Linked DNA regions of Mus musculus: region 2 is linked to region 1. A link is a contact called in public Micro-C data. All regions are on one chromosome and are shown on one strand. The core of a region is the stretch at or near the end of the contact, and the rest is flanking DNA. Distances in the headings are between cores, read along the strand shown.

The links. A called contact is a pair of places that touch in the nucleus more often than the background predicts.
Region 2: a contact with region 1 is called in a Micro-C map of embryonic stem cells, with 1.9 times the contacts expected there. The contact joins the enhancer-like site here to the promoter of Ythdc1 in region 1. A contact is called at or near these places in 3 of 39 promoter capture datasets (cranial neural crest and embryonic stem cells), 1 of 484 Hi-C or Micro-C datasets (embryonic stem cells), 7 of 115 datasets of contacts at active chromatin or transcription factors (embryonic stem cells, epiblast stem cells and stem cell-derived neural progenitor cells) and 1 of 9 other capture datasets (embryonic stem cells).

The regions. Positions count from the first base shown.
Region 1 is chr5:86,801,591-86,808,917 of GRCm38.p6, forward strand. Ythdc1 (YTH domain containing 1) reads left to right here and starts at 2,676. Exons shown (of 17, transcript NM_001347375.1): 1 at 2,676-3,001. The coding sequence starts at 2,974.
Region 2 is chr5:86,402,556-86,409,882 of GRCm38.p6, forward strand. No RefSeq gene overlaps it. Among named protein-coding and RNA genes, the nearest start is that of Tmprss11d, 33 kb to the left of the region's middle. Within about 2 kb of position 4,841, at least 9 of the 459 cell types and tissues checked have an H3K27ac peak or open chromatin away from gene starts, as enhancers often do. A contact at or near this core is called in embryonic stem cells and epiblast stem cells, where this site is marked.

The sequences.
Region 1 (7,327 bases), core at 1,426-3,925:
ACAACACCCAAGTGTGCCTCACCAATCTAGATAATTCAGAGTCTAGTCAAATTGACAATACAACGAGTCACCATAGATAGAAGTCCTAATACGAGGAGGCACCTAGCATCTGATTTTCTACTGTTGTCTTTTGTTTATTTAAGACTGGGTTTCCCTGTGTAGCCCTAGCTGCCCTGAAACTTACTATGTAGACCATGCTGGCCTCAGAGATCTGCCTGCCTCTGTCTCCTCCATGCTAGGATTAAAGGCCTCTGCCACCACACCCAGTTTTATTTAATTACTATATGTACATATAATGTATTACACATAGCTAGTTGCAGTGATGTTTATTTCATTAGTGATTGCAAAATGGTGATGTCTTAGTTGTATGGCTCTTTGACTATGGCACATTGGCATTACCAGTTACTTATTTTGGTACCTCTAAGTTACAATTTGAATGGGAAAGACAGAATAAGTGATCGTTTCTCTCTATCCAAGTGTTATAAACCCCAGTATGCTAGGATGTACCGGCTCTTGTGAGGTGGACGCATGAGGGTCATGGAATTCTAGAGAGTCAAGAATATACTTTTTGAGAAAGTGAGGCTTTCCCAAGAAATAAAACCAAAAGTGGTAAATGTGACTGGCTGGTCTTCTACTATCATCCAAGGGATTCTGACAAGCAGCTCAAACTACAAGTCTACGTGTGTAGACTTGCTTTTACATTCTATAGGATGGTTCTTTGGAGTATCCAGGGTGTTTTCACTTCCTACCTTTCAGTAGGCTTACTCCAAGTTATTTTCCCTGAAGATCTCGTACTACTGTTTGTTTGGTTTGGTTTTTCTGTGTAGCCCTGGCTGTCCTGGAACTTGCTTTTAGACTACGCAGGCCTAAAATCCAAGAGATCTGCGCTTCAGCTTCCCAAGTGCTTGGATTAAAGGCATGTGATGCCACCACCAGTGGGCAGTGACTTTTGTCAAACATCATCTCAGTACTTGTCTTCTCATTCACCTCCATTCCTGGTTACTGGAATGCCCCGCAGATCTTCATTCACCTCCATTCCTGGTTACTGGAATGCCCCGCAGATCTTCATTCACCTCCATTCCTGGCTACTCGAATGCCCCTCAGATCTTCATTCACCTCCATTCCTGGTTACTGGAATGCCCCGCAGATCTTCATTCACCTCCATTCCTGGTTACTGGAATGCCCCGCAGATCTTCATTCACCTCCATTCCTGGTTACTGGAATGCCCCGCAGATCTTCATTCACCTCCATTCCTGGTTACTGGAATGCCCCTCAGATCTTCATAAAGTCTTTGTATGTGCTTTCCGAAGACAATTAGTGCTTATTTGTTATTGTCTCTTATCTTTTACCATCAGTCTTCACCTCCACAGGAGGGCCTCTGTACTAGCTTTTCTCCATAAAAAGGGGTCTTATCACTATAGCAACTGTCTGTCTGTCTGTCTGTCTGTCTCTCTCTCTGTTTTCCAAGTCAAGGTTTCTCTGTGTAGCCCTGGCTGTCTTGGATCTTGCTTTGTAGACCAGGCTGTTCTTGAACTCAGATATCTGCTTGCCTCCTCCCTAATGGGAGGATTAAAGGTATGCATCACCCTTTTCTAGCTAGCTTTTTTTTTTTTTAATAAAGTTCACAATTTTCTTTTTCCCTTTTGTCTTTTTTCTTCCTTTCCATTTTTTTTTGTTTGTTTTTCTTTTGAGCTAAGGTTTCACTGTAGCCCTGGCTATCCCAGTACTGTTCACTCTATAGACCAGGCTGGGCTCTAACTCAGAGATTCCCCTGCCTCTGCTTTCAGAATGCTGGGTTTCAAGGTGTGCACCACCACTCCTGGCGTCAGCACAACTTTCAATTTGTTTACTCAAACCTTGGCTGCCTTAACTAGAAGATAAACTCAGACTTCCTTTGAGGGAGAACACATTTGTTTGTTTATTTTTGAAGCAGGGTTTCTGTGTAGCCATGGGTGTCTTGGAACTCAATCTGTATGCCAGGATGGCCTCGAACTCACAGGGATCCTCCTGCCTCTGCCTCTGCCTCTGCCTCTCCAGTGCTGGGATTAAAGATGAGCCCAAATACCACCCAACAATAAAGCTATTCTTAACCCCTGGTCCTAGAACAATATTTAAAAAGAAGTAGTAGACACTACTAATCAAATAAAAGAAAATTAAATATATAAAAAAGACATAGCCGGGCAGTGGTGGTTTATGCCTTTAATCTCAGCACTTGGGAGGCATAGGCAGGCGGATTTCTGAGTTCGAGGCCAGCCTGGTCTACAGAGTGAGTTCCAGGACAGCCAGGGCCACACAGAGAAACCCTGTCTCGTAAAACCAAAGAAAGACATAACACCCTTTCTGATGGTGTCTCACACTAACCATTCAAGGCCTTCCAAACGTTTCTGGTGAGATGTCTGCATCCTTGAGCTGTAGGAAGCACAGCAGAGAAGCCTAAATACCGATTATCCTCTGGAACGAGGGCGGTTCCCTGGACGTCAAGTTTGCGCGCGGGGCGGGACGACGTGCCGAAGTCACGCCCTCTTACGTCCCGCTTCTCGCTCCAGTCCCCGTCCCCGCCTCCGCCCCCGCCCCGGTTCCCCGCACTGTGACGTTCCGCGAGAGGCACAGAGCGTAAACAGCGCAAGGCATTTCGGGAGCGGGATTGTTTCGCGCAGGAAGCAGGCTCCATTTTAGCGCCGCCCGGCGTCGCCATCTGTGTCTCTCTCCTCCCCCTTGTCTCTGTGGTGGCCGAACCCCAACAGGAAGGCTGAAGCCCGCGCCGACCGAGGCCAGAGAGCCAGGCGGGAAGAGAACCAGAGCACGGGAGGAAGGGTTGCGCGTAGGAAGCTGAGTGGAGCAGGTCAGGTCGAAGCGCGCGGCCCGCCGGACGGACTGACGGACGGACTCGTGCGCCTGCGGCCGCGTCTGCGGCGCCCGCGCGACTCGCGTCCCGGCGGCGGCGGTGGCGGCGGCGGAAGCCGGAGGGCAGCCATGGCGGCCGACAGCCGGGAGGAGAAAGGTGAGTGTGGAGGACGGGGCCTCGGGGCGGCCGGGCGAGGGGACCTAGGAGCCGCGGCCTGCGGGCGAGGCGGGAGGTTAGGGCCTCGCGCAGAGCAGGCGGCCGCATCGTGACCCGCTCCTTGCGAGGCCTGGCCTGCTGGGCCCGGCGTCCTCGTCTCTGCGGCGGCTCCCACCTCGACCAGGGCTTTGCTTCTCTCGTCACTCCCGGGAGCGGTTGGGAGAGGGCTTGCTTTGAGGAACTTGCCCCCGGGCACGTTTCCTGGCCGGATTATGCGGATGTAATGCGTATTTTTCTGAACTGTCGTCTTTTTGGTTGACTTTTTTCGAAAATAACGTCACAGTTAGCATTGTTAGACTAGTGAGTAGACTAGTTTAATTCATTCAGGTGGATTATTAATCATGAGAAATACCTGTAAGTAGCTTCTCACTGATCTTTTGGATAAGCTAAGAATCGCTTCTTTTATTCCTCGAGTATTTACTTTGGAAAGAAAGATATTAGGAAAAAAACAAACAAACAAACAAACACCCATGCCCCTTCTTCCAAAAGTCCTAGCAACGGATCTCCCAGAATAGTGCAGAGTTCTCAAAAGATTCAGCGAGGAATACGTAGGTGGAGGCTAGAGAGACTTGGAAAGATAAAAAGAAAACATTTTAGTTGATAAAATGTCATTTCTTCTGAAATACTATATAGAGACCACAGATGCCAGTATAGGATCCAGACCATAGAAGATACTCGTCTAGATGGGATGCAGTCTTGAGAGAGTTCTCAGCTCTGGGACTATCGCGACAGTCTTAGAAGAAAATAGTGCACACTTGCTGCCCTGCATTTCACAAATCTCTGCTTGTGGCTCATTAAATTTGAGGTGGAGATTTGTTAAGTGGGCTGAACAGTCATTAAAGCTTTTTTCCACTTTTCTGGTCTGTCTTGAGTGGGAATATGTTTAAAGATCTGTCTTTGTCATAAGCATCCTCCCCCCCCCCCCCCCCTTAGGGACATGGTTTCCATGTAGCCCTGCCTGTTCTGGAACTTGATTTGCAGACAGGCTGGCCTCAAACTTGAGAGATCTGCCTGCTTCTGCCTCCTGAGTGCAAGGCATGTGCCATCACTGCCCAGTTGAAGCAATTCTCGATGCACACATTGCAGTTTATTTTTTATTCTGAAACTAAACCTGTTCCTCGAGACATTCTGAAGGACTGTGAAGGAAGAATTCTGATAGTGAATAAAGGACTATCTTATTATATAAAGTCAGTTGTAAAAAAAAAAAAAAAAACCTGAAGATCCTTTCAACCTTTGATTGGCAGGATAAGATTTATGACTTAGTAGTTTTGGTGGCTGCCATGGTAGATGAACCAAACACAAAAGCGATTAAAATTCAGTTGTCAGTATAGTTTCTATTAAAGTGAAGATAATTTAGAAATCAGTAATATACAACAATGCACAGTGAAGTAATGATCATTTGCTTTTAGAAGTGGACTTAATATTGAAGATGCACTTTAAACACAAAAACTCGATTATTGAGTTGTGATGTCATTCGTCACCAATGCTTAGAATATTTGGAAATAGTTTTTTAAAACTTAATTTTTCTAATTGTGCTTTATTTGAATTTTCTGGTACAAGTGACTTTTTTATAGTTAAAATCAAGATTATTTCTCTATACTAGCAGCTAGTAAATACCTACTGGAAGTGCTTAGTGTTACTTGATCATTGTCACTCACCTATGAAAGTCAGTATTAAAACGAATAAGTACCTTTAATCCCAGCACTTGGGAGGCAGAGGCAGGCAGATTTCCGAGTTCGAGGCCAGCCTGGTCTACAGAGTGAGTTCCAGGACAAGTCAGGACTACACAGAGAAACCGTGTCTCGAAAAAACAAAAAACCAAAACAAAAAAACCGAATAAGTAATACTTAAAGAAAAGTGAGAATGTTAAGAGAAATTTGTATCATTTGTTATGTGTTTAACAGGAAAGTACGAAGATTATAAGAATCTTAGTCATAATGGTGGCAATGTAGGCCTTTAATCCCAGCACTTAGGAGGCAGAGGCAAGTAGATCTCTTGAGTACAAAGCCAGCTTGGTTTACAGAATGAGTTCTGGAGCAGGTAAGATTCCTTTTTATGGGAGAAGAGAAATGTCCCATAAAAAGGAATCTTAATCATGCTAAAACTTAAGCCTTTAATAAATTCATAACTTTTGGAAACTCTTGATTAAAAAACAAGTCTCAGAAAATAAGAAAGTTGCAATTATGCGTGTTAATCACAATGAATTTTAGAGTCATAGGAATTCTTAATTTATTGGGCTTTGTAATAAACATCAATTCCTGTAATGTTTCAGTTAATCCTCTATACTTGGATAGTCTACCAGCTCCCTGCTATTTTTGTGTTGATTTGTCCAAAAAGTTGACTGTTAATGTGAGTTTTTTAAAAATAATACTGGGAAACAACAGCACCTTGTGTATTCCATGGATTTTTCTCTATGATGAAGAAATGCACATCTTTTCTGATAAACATTTTACATGAATTTTATTTGAATCCCTACAGGATATAGTCTACAAAGAATAGTTAACCCAAAATGTGTATGAATTTTTGCTTTTGTAAGTAATTGTCTACATTTCCAGATCGAAAGCTTCAGGAGGGCAAGGGGTGTGATTGTCTTGTTTGTAGGTATCTTTTAAAGTATTGTGTCCTCTGTTCCTTAAATATTTATGTGGTTCGACTTTAATGAATAACAGCATAAGCATTGTAAAGTACAGAGCTGAGTTTTACTTACTCTCATGCATCATACACACAAGCTTCTGTGTATATAGCGTGTATAAACCTGTATACATGCTGTGGCTAGCACTGTTGGGAGCTAGTTGCTTGAGGAAGGGCTCTATAAAACAGTATGGGTTTGATTTACATCTCCTTTCATTTTGGATCTTGTTTTAGTTTACTGGTAGTAGAAGTGGGAAAATAAAGAGATACTATCTTTGGGTGCCAGTTGGTTATATGGAAGGTGGAAAATATTGATGGGAAGGTCTCTCTTCAAGTCTCTGGACATCATTTAGAAGAATAGTTGTTTTCAGGCTGGAAGTATAGCTCAGTAGCAAAGTATAGTTGTTTGCTTTTGTGAAAACCCTAGTTTGGTTCCCAGAACCCACATGTCAACTACCATTGTTCCTTACTCCAATTCCAGGGTCCAATGTCTGATATCCACCAGATTTGCTCATAGTCCACACATGTTTACATGTAGGCAAAACACACTGACACATTTAGAAGAATGGTGTCTTTTAATGACTGAAATTTATTTGAGGGATTATCCTGATGTAAATATACTTTGCTTGATAGCAAAAGGAAGAGATTGCTGGACATCCTGTTGCCTTGTTTTTACCTCACTGAAACTGTCATAAGTGAATTGAAGAAAAATTCCTGGCCTGGGTTTGAAAATGTGTATTTAACATCTCAGTTTTCTTTTCTTTTTTTTTTTTTTTAAAGATTTATTTATTATTATTCATTAGTACACTGTAGCTGTCTTCAGATGCACCAGAAGAGGGTGTCAGATCTCATTACGGATGGTTGTGAGCCACCATGTGGTTGCTGGGATTTGAACTCAGGACCTTCGGAAGAGCAGTCAGTGCTCTTAACCGCTGAGCCATCTCACCAGCCCCCCATCTCAGTTTTCTTAAGTACTCTTGATCTGATGCTGACCTGAAATAAATAGTATTTTGTATAGGTTTACCTTCAATGTTTGTGTAGAGTTTACTCTGTTAAACCAATCTTTCAGGAATTAAAGTTTATGACCTCTCCATGCAGAGTTATGAGAATTTGTTTGGTTAAGTCATTTAAATTTTTGGAACTTCATTTTAGAATTACTCTTGCAGGATATAACATCTAAGGCTAAGCTACTTCTAAAATCCTGCTTTTATTTCTGTCTAAAACACCACAAGCAGAATTACTAGTCTTGTTGCTTTTAATATCTTTTTGAAGTCAAAACAAGGCTCTAAGAAGTGATTCTTCTTTGTATTGCTTTGTTTAACCTCTACCTAGAAATTTGCACCTTTACCTCAAACTCAGTTTGCTAATTGTTTGGATAACAGTGATTTCCATATATGAAAGATAATATAAATACAAAGTATTTGCAGATAATTGTCTTTCTGTAGAGGGAGTTTTCTTTTTCAAAAGATGTATTTAAGAAAATTGAAGCAGCCTTTAAAAAGGTAACACTATCATAAGTAAAATTTGGGTTTGCAAATGTTGGAAAATTGCAAAATATGAAAGTAAAAGTACTTGGATTTTGTTAAGTCATTCTACTGGGATTGCTTAGAATTGACTTTTTCCCTGTACTTTTAC
Region 2 (7,327 bases), core at 3,591-6,090, 400 kb before region 1:
AAAAATATTAAAAGCAGTAAGGGGAAAAGGCCAAGTAACATATAAAGGCAGACCTATCAGAATTACACCAGACTTTTCACCAGAGACTATGAAAGCAAGAAGATCCTGTAAAGATGTCCAGGATGTCTGTTAAAGAACACAAATGCCAGCCCAGGATATTATTCCCAACAAAACTCTCAATAATCATAGATGGAGAAACCAAGATATTCTGTGACAAAACCAAATTTAAACAATATCTATCTACCAATCCAGCCCTACAGAGGATACTAGAAGGAAAACTAGAATATGAAGAGGGTATCTACACCCAAGAAAACAGAAGAAATTAATCATCTCACAACAAAACCAAATGAAGAGAAACATACACACACACACACACACACACACACACACACACACACACACACCACCTCCAACAACAAAAATAACTGTAACAAACAGTCACTAGTCCTTAATGTCTCTCAACGTCAATGGACCCAATTCTCTAGTAAAAAGACATAGGCCAACACACTGGATACATAAACAGGACCCAGCATTTTGATGCATACAAGAAGCACACCTCAATGACAACGAAAGACACTACCTCAGAGTAAAAGGCTAGAAAAAGTTTTCCAAGCAAATGGTTTGAGAAACAAGCTGGTGTAGCCATTCTAATATCCAATAAAATGGACTTTCAACCAAGAGTTGTTAAAAAAGATGGGGAAGGACACTTCAAACTCATCAAAGGAAAAATACACCAAGATGAACACTCAATTCAGAACATCTATGCCCCAAATGTAAGGGCACCCACAGTTGTGAAAGTAATGTTGCTAAGGCTCAAAACAAATATTGATCCTCACACAATAATAGTGGGAGACTTCAAGGCACCACTTTTATCAACTGACAGGAACAGAAACTAAATAGAGACATGGTAAAACTAATAGAAGTTATGTACCAAATGGGTTTAGCAGATGTATACAGAACATTTCACCCTAAAACAAAAGAATATACCTTCTTCTCACCACCTCATTTTGCCTTCTCCAAAACTGACTATATAATCTCACACAAAACTAGCCTCAACAATCCAATACATCCTCTCAGATCACCATGGATTAAGGCTAGACATTAATAACAACAGAACCACAGAAAGCCCACATACTCATGGAAATTGAACAACTCTCTACTCCATGATAACTTGGTCAGGGAACAAATAAAGAAAAAAATTAAAGGCTTTCTAGAATTCAATGAAAATGAATACCCAAACTTATTGGTCACAATGAAAGCTGTGCTAAAAGGAAAATTCATAGCACTAAGTGCCCTCCCAAGGAAATTGGAGAGATCCTACACTAGCAACTTAACTAGCACATCTGAAAGCTCTAGAACAGAAAGAAGCAAACACACACTAGAGTAGTAGAGGGTAGGAAATAATCAAACTCAGGGCTGAAAGCAACCAGTTAGAAACAAAGAGAATGATACAAAGAATGCACAAAAAAATGCTGTTTTTTTTTAAATCAACAAGATAAGTAAACCCTTAGCAAGATAACTAAAGGACACAGAGACAGTGTACAAATTAACAAAATCAGAAATGAAAACAGAGATATAACAACAGAAACTGAGGATATTCAAAAGATCATCAGATCCTACAACAAAAGGCTACACTCAACAAAACTGGAAAATCTAGATGAAAGGGAAGTTTTTCTAGACAAATTTCAGGTTCCAAAGTTAACAAACATAGGGAAAACTATCTAAACAGTCCCATAAGCTATAAAAAATAGAATTCATTAAAAACCTCTCAACTGCAGGGCATGGTGGTGCACGCCTTTAATCTGAGCACTCGGGAGGCAAAGGCAGGCAGATTTCTGAGTTCGAGGCCAGCCTGGTCTACAAAGTGAGTTCCAGGACAGCCAGGGCTATACAGAGAAACCCTGTCTTGAAAAACCAAAAACAAACAAACAAACAAACAAACAAACAAAAAACAAACAAAAAACTCTCTACCAAAATAAAATGCCCAGATGCCCAGGGCCAGACTCTTTTAGTGCAAAAGTGTACCAGACCTTCAAAGAATAGCTAACACCCATACTTCTCAAACTATTCCACAAAATAGAAACAGAAGGAACACTACCTAATTCATTATATGAAACTACAGTTACTATGATTCCTATCCCACACAAAGACCCAACAAAGAAAGAGAACTTCAGATTAATTTCAATTATGAATATCGACGCAAAATACACAGTAAAATTCTTGCAAACCAACTTCAAGAGGACATCAAAACCATCATTCACCATGATCAAATAGGTTTCATCCCAAGGATGCAAGGTTGGTTTAATATACTAAACTCCAACAACATAATACACTATATAAACAAACTCAAAAAGAAAATCACATGGTCATCTTATCAGATGCTGAAGAAGCATTTGACAATATCCAAAACCCTGTCATGTTAAAAGTCTTGGAGAGATCAGGAATTCAAGGCTCATAACTAAACATAATTAAAAAAAATACAGCAAATAAACAGCCAATATCAAACTAAATGAAGAGAAACTTGAGGCAATCCCACTAAAATCAGGGACTAGACAAGTCTGCCCACTCTCTCCCTATCTATTCAATATAGTACTCGAAGTCCTAGCTAGAGCAATTAGACAACAAAAGGATGTCAAAGGACGCAAATTGGAAAGGAAGAAGTCAAAATATCACTATTTGCAGATGATATAATAGTATATTTAAGTGACCCCCACATTTCCACCAGAGAACTCCTAAACCTGATAAACAACTTCAGCAAAGTGGCTAGATATAAAATTAACTAAAACAAATGAGAAGCATTCCTTTATACAAACTATAAGCAAGTCTGAGAAAGAAAGTAGGGAAACAACACCCTTCATAACAGTCACAAATTCAAATTAATATAAAATATCTTAGTGTAACTCTAATCAAACACGTGAAAGATCTGTATGACAAGAACTTCAAGTTTCTGAAGAAAAATCGAAGAAAAGTTCAGAAGATGGAAAGATCTCCCAAGGCCATGGGTCAGAAGGATTATCACAGTATAAATGGCCATCCAACCAAAAGCAATCTACAGATTCAGTGAACTCCCCATCAAAATTCCAACACAATGCTTCACAGACATGGAAAGAACAATTCTCAAGTTCATAAGGGAAAAGAAAAAAACCCAGGATAGAAAAAACAATTCTTAACAATAAAAGAACTTCTGGGGAATCACCATCCCTGACCTCAAGCTGTACCACAGAGCAGTAGTGATAAAACAACAACAACAACAAAACTCCACGATATTTGTTTTTACCAAACGAATAGATCAATAGAATAGAATTGAAGACTTAAACCCACACACTTATGGACCCATGATCTTTGACAAAGAAACCAAAAGCATATAGTGAAAAACGGAAGCATCTTCCACAAATGTTGCTGGTCTAACTGTCGATCTGGATGTAGAGGAATGCAAATTGATCCATATTTATCTTGTACAAAGCTCAAGTCCAAGTGGAGCAAGAACCTCCACATAAAGCCAGATAAACTGGATCTAATAGAAGAGAAAGTGGGAAATAGCCTCGTATGCATGGAAACCTGGGAAAATTTCCTGAACAAAACACCAATGGCTCAGGTTCTAAGATCAACAATTGACAAATGAGACCTCATAAAAATGAAAAGCTTCTATAAGGCAAAGAACACTGTCAATCGGACAAAATGGCAACCTACAGATTTGGAAAGATCTTCACTAACTCTATATGTGTTTGAAGGCTAATATACAAAATATAAAAAGAACTCAAGTAGTTAAATTCCAAAAAATTAAATAATCCAATTTAAGATTGGGGTACAGAGCTAAACACAGAATTCTCAACAGAGGAATCTCAAATGGCTGAGAAGCACTTAAAGAAATGTTAATCATCAGGGAAATGCAAATCAAAACGACCCTGAAATTCTACATTACACAATCAGAATGGCTAAGATTAAAAAAACAAAACAAAACAAAAAAAAACCCTCAAGGGCCACTACATGCTGGTAAGGATGTGGAGAAAGAGGAACACTCCTCCATTGCTGGTGGGATTGCAAGCTGGTACAACTACTCTGGAAATCAGTCTAGCAGTTCCTCAGAATTTTGGAAATAGATCTACCTGAAGACCTAGCTATACCACTCCTGGGAATAAACCCAAAAGATGCTCCACTGATACCACAAAGACTCATAGCAGTCTTATAGGTGATAGTCAGAAGCTGGAAACAACCCAAATATTCCTCAACTGAAGAATGACTACAGAAAATGTGGTTCATTTACACAATGGAATACTTTTCAGCTACCAAGAACAAAGACATTATGAATTTTGCAGGTAAATGGATGGAAGTAGAAAATATCATCTAGAGTGAGTTAACCCAGACCCAGAATGACATACACGGTATAAGTGGATATTAACCAAAAACCCATGATACAACTCACAGATTGTAGGACGGTTAACCAGAGAAGGAATTCCTAAGCATGGATATCTGAAACTCACTTAAAAGGGGAACAAAACAATTATGGGAGGCAGAGGGAGGAAGGAACCTGGTGGGAGATGGGAGGGGAAAAGGAGGGACAGGATTAGGTATGTCGAGAGAAAGGAGGGATACACAGAGGGCCAGAAGTGTTGTATACCAGCCCGCGGCCTACTTGAACTGGGTACACCTGGGAGGCAGGCTGGGGCTGAAAGAGACTAGACTGCGAGAGAAATTAATGGAGACCAAGACACGATTCTGTTCAAGGCCCGCCAGTTTACTGAGTGTGCTTATAAGGGGGAAGGCCCATCCCCCACCAATCCTTTCTTGGAGCCAGTCAGTAGGAGAGGATGTTCCTCTGGAATATCTCCTTGGCCTCTCAGCAGGTAGCAGTGTCTTGGAGGTGCAGTGGCCTCTGGTGGAACAATAGAGCCATCTAGGCAGGAAGGCTCCACCCTAGGTAATCTCTTCAGTGGCAGCAAGGTCAAGGTCTGGATCAGCCTGTTTCAGGCTGGGAGAGGTTACACAGAAGAATGACTAATGTGAATCTTTGAGTAGTAGGGAGCAGGAGAAACCTCTAGAAAGTCCCAGAGTCCTGGGATGTGAGAGGCTACCTGGACTCAATGGGTAAGACATTAGCCCAACAATGAGGAGATTTAACAGGAAGAGATCACCTCCAGTAGACAGGCACTATCCCTAGTTAAGGCAGGGGCCTGTTCACCCATCTTCAAAAATTTTAACCCAGAACTGTTCCTATCTAAAATAAATGGAGAGGCAAAAATGGAGTAGAGACTGAAGGAAAGGCCATCCAGATTGGCCCAACTTGGGATCCATCCCGTGCACACATACCAATTCCTGACACTATTACTGAGACCATATTGTATATGCAGACAGGAGTCCTCTGAGAGGCTCTATCAACAACTGACTGGGACAAAGGCAGATACTTACAGCCAACCGTTAGATCGAGATTGGGGACCAATATGGAAGAGATATGGGGAAGGACTGAAGGAGCTGAAGGGGACTGCAGCAGTGTCAACTAACCTGGACCCCTCAGAGCTCCCAGAGACTAAGCCAAAAACCTAGGAGCATACATGAGCTGGTTCATGGCCCTGGGCACATGTATAGCAGAGAACTGCATTGGATGGCCCCAGTGGGAGGGGATGAGTTTAATCCTATGGAAACTTGATACCCCAGAGAAGAGGTAGGGGTGGGTGGGCAGGAGGGTGAACACCCTCTCAGAGGTGGAGTGAAGGAAGCAGGAGGATGGGGTAAAGAATTTGGGGAGGGGGACCAGGAAGGGAGGCAACTTTTGGAATGTAAATAAAATAATTTAATTAAAAAATATATGCTTTTGAAAAAAATCTTAGTTTTCTATAGTAAACAAAGCAGTGTGATCAAAAAGGAAGCTGATCTCAGAAAGGAAGAACGGTGGGACAAAAGAGGATGTGTTCATGAGGGTCAGAGTCCCAGAGCAGTAGCAAAAGACAAACTCTGCTGATTGGCACGGGGCTGATTTTCAGGCAAAAGTCATATCAATGCTATTTTGATGGAAGGGAACCAAATTATGGAATCACACAACTTGGTGAAAACTCACTAAGTGAGTATCACAAGGAGATCTGAAGGCTGGGAGGCCAGCAGTGTGAAAGTGGGTGGACATGGGTAATAGCAGTGACTAGTTGAATCATCTTCTGAAGGACATTACTTACTAGATTACAGTCAACTTGGTACTAGATGTTTCATAAAATCAATAAAACGACTCCATTACAGCTAGCAGGGGTGAGTGTTGCTTTATGAACCTTCAGTCTAAGTTATTACTTAGGTATTTCACTGTATGTATGTATGTATGTATGTATGTATGTATGTATGTATGTATGTATGTGATTATGACAATAAAATATTGTTTCTTCCTGTGTATTATAATCAAGCTAAATGAATTGGCAGAAATCCTGCCCTCATGATCTCTCTCCACACAGTGAGCTCAGAGTATACCTTTCTGCCTGAAATGTGCTGTATGGCACCAAGGGAGGATTTTAATGATATTTTTATTCTTTGCAAGTTTTGCACATTTCTATAATGTGTAGTTATCATACCCACCCACAACTATCTTCCTTCACCTCCCCCTACCTGCTTTTCTCCTCAGCTTCACATCCTCTGGGGATTTAACTTAAAGTCTCCCACTTGAAAGAGATAGAAACTCTCCAAGCTAACTTGGATGAGCCTGAATCAGAAGCAGCTACTGACAAGTATTGTTCGTTCATCCATCCATTGCTGCTTGACAACTGTACTGTACATTTTGAATACTCAATGTCACTTCTTTGAGTTTCTGATATTTCTAAAAGTGATCAACTGCCTTCAAAATAGCAATTCTTCTGGGACACAATTTCATCCCTTGGAGGATATTTGCTAATGTGTAGAGCTACTTTTGGTTATCAAAATTTGTGGGAAAGGGGTGCTACAGACATGTAAGAAGACTTGCTGAATCCTCTGAACTGGTTAGCTCCTTACAATCAAGACTAGTTCCAGACAAAGCTTCAATAACACCAGGGCTAAGAAACCTTGTTTTCTAAAGAATTACCCTAACTAGTTATCTAAAGAGTGTGATTATTTTGTTGGATTTTTTTATTTTCTGAGATAAAGTCTCCCACAACCCAGTCTGGCTTCCAGTTTCCTGAGTAGCTGAGAATGACCTAGAATTTTTTTATGAGAATTTTTAAAAAATCTTTTTTATTGGGTATTTTCTTTATTTACATCTCAAATGTTATCCCCTTTCCTGGTCCCCCCCTCCCGAAACCCCCTATTCCATACCCCTCACCTGCTTCTATGAAGCGTTCTTGCACGCACCCACCCACTCCTGCCTCCCCACCCTAGA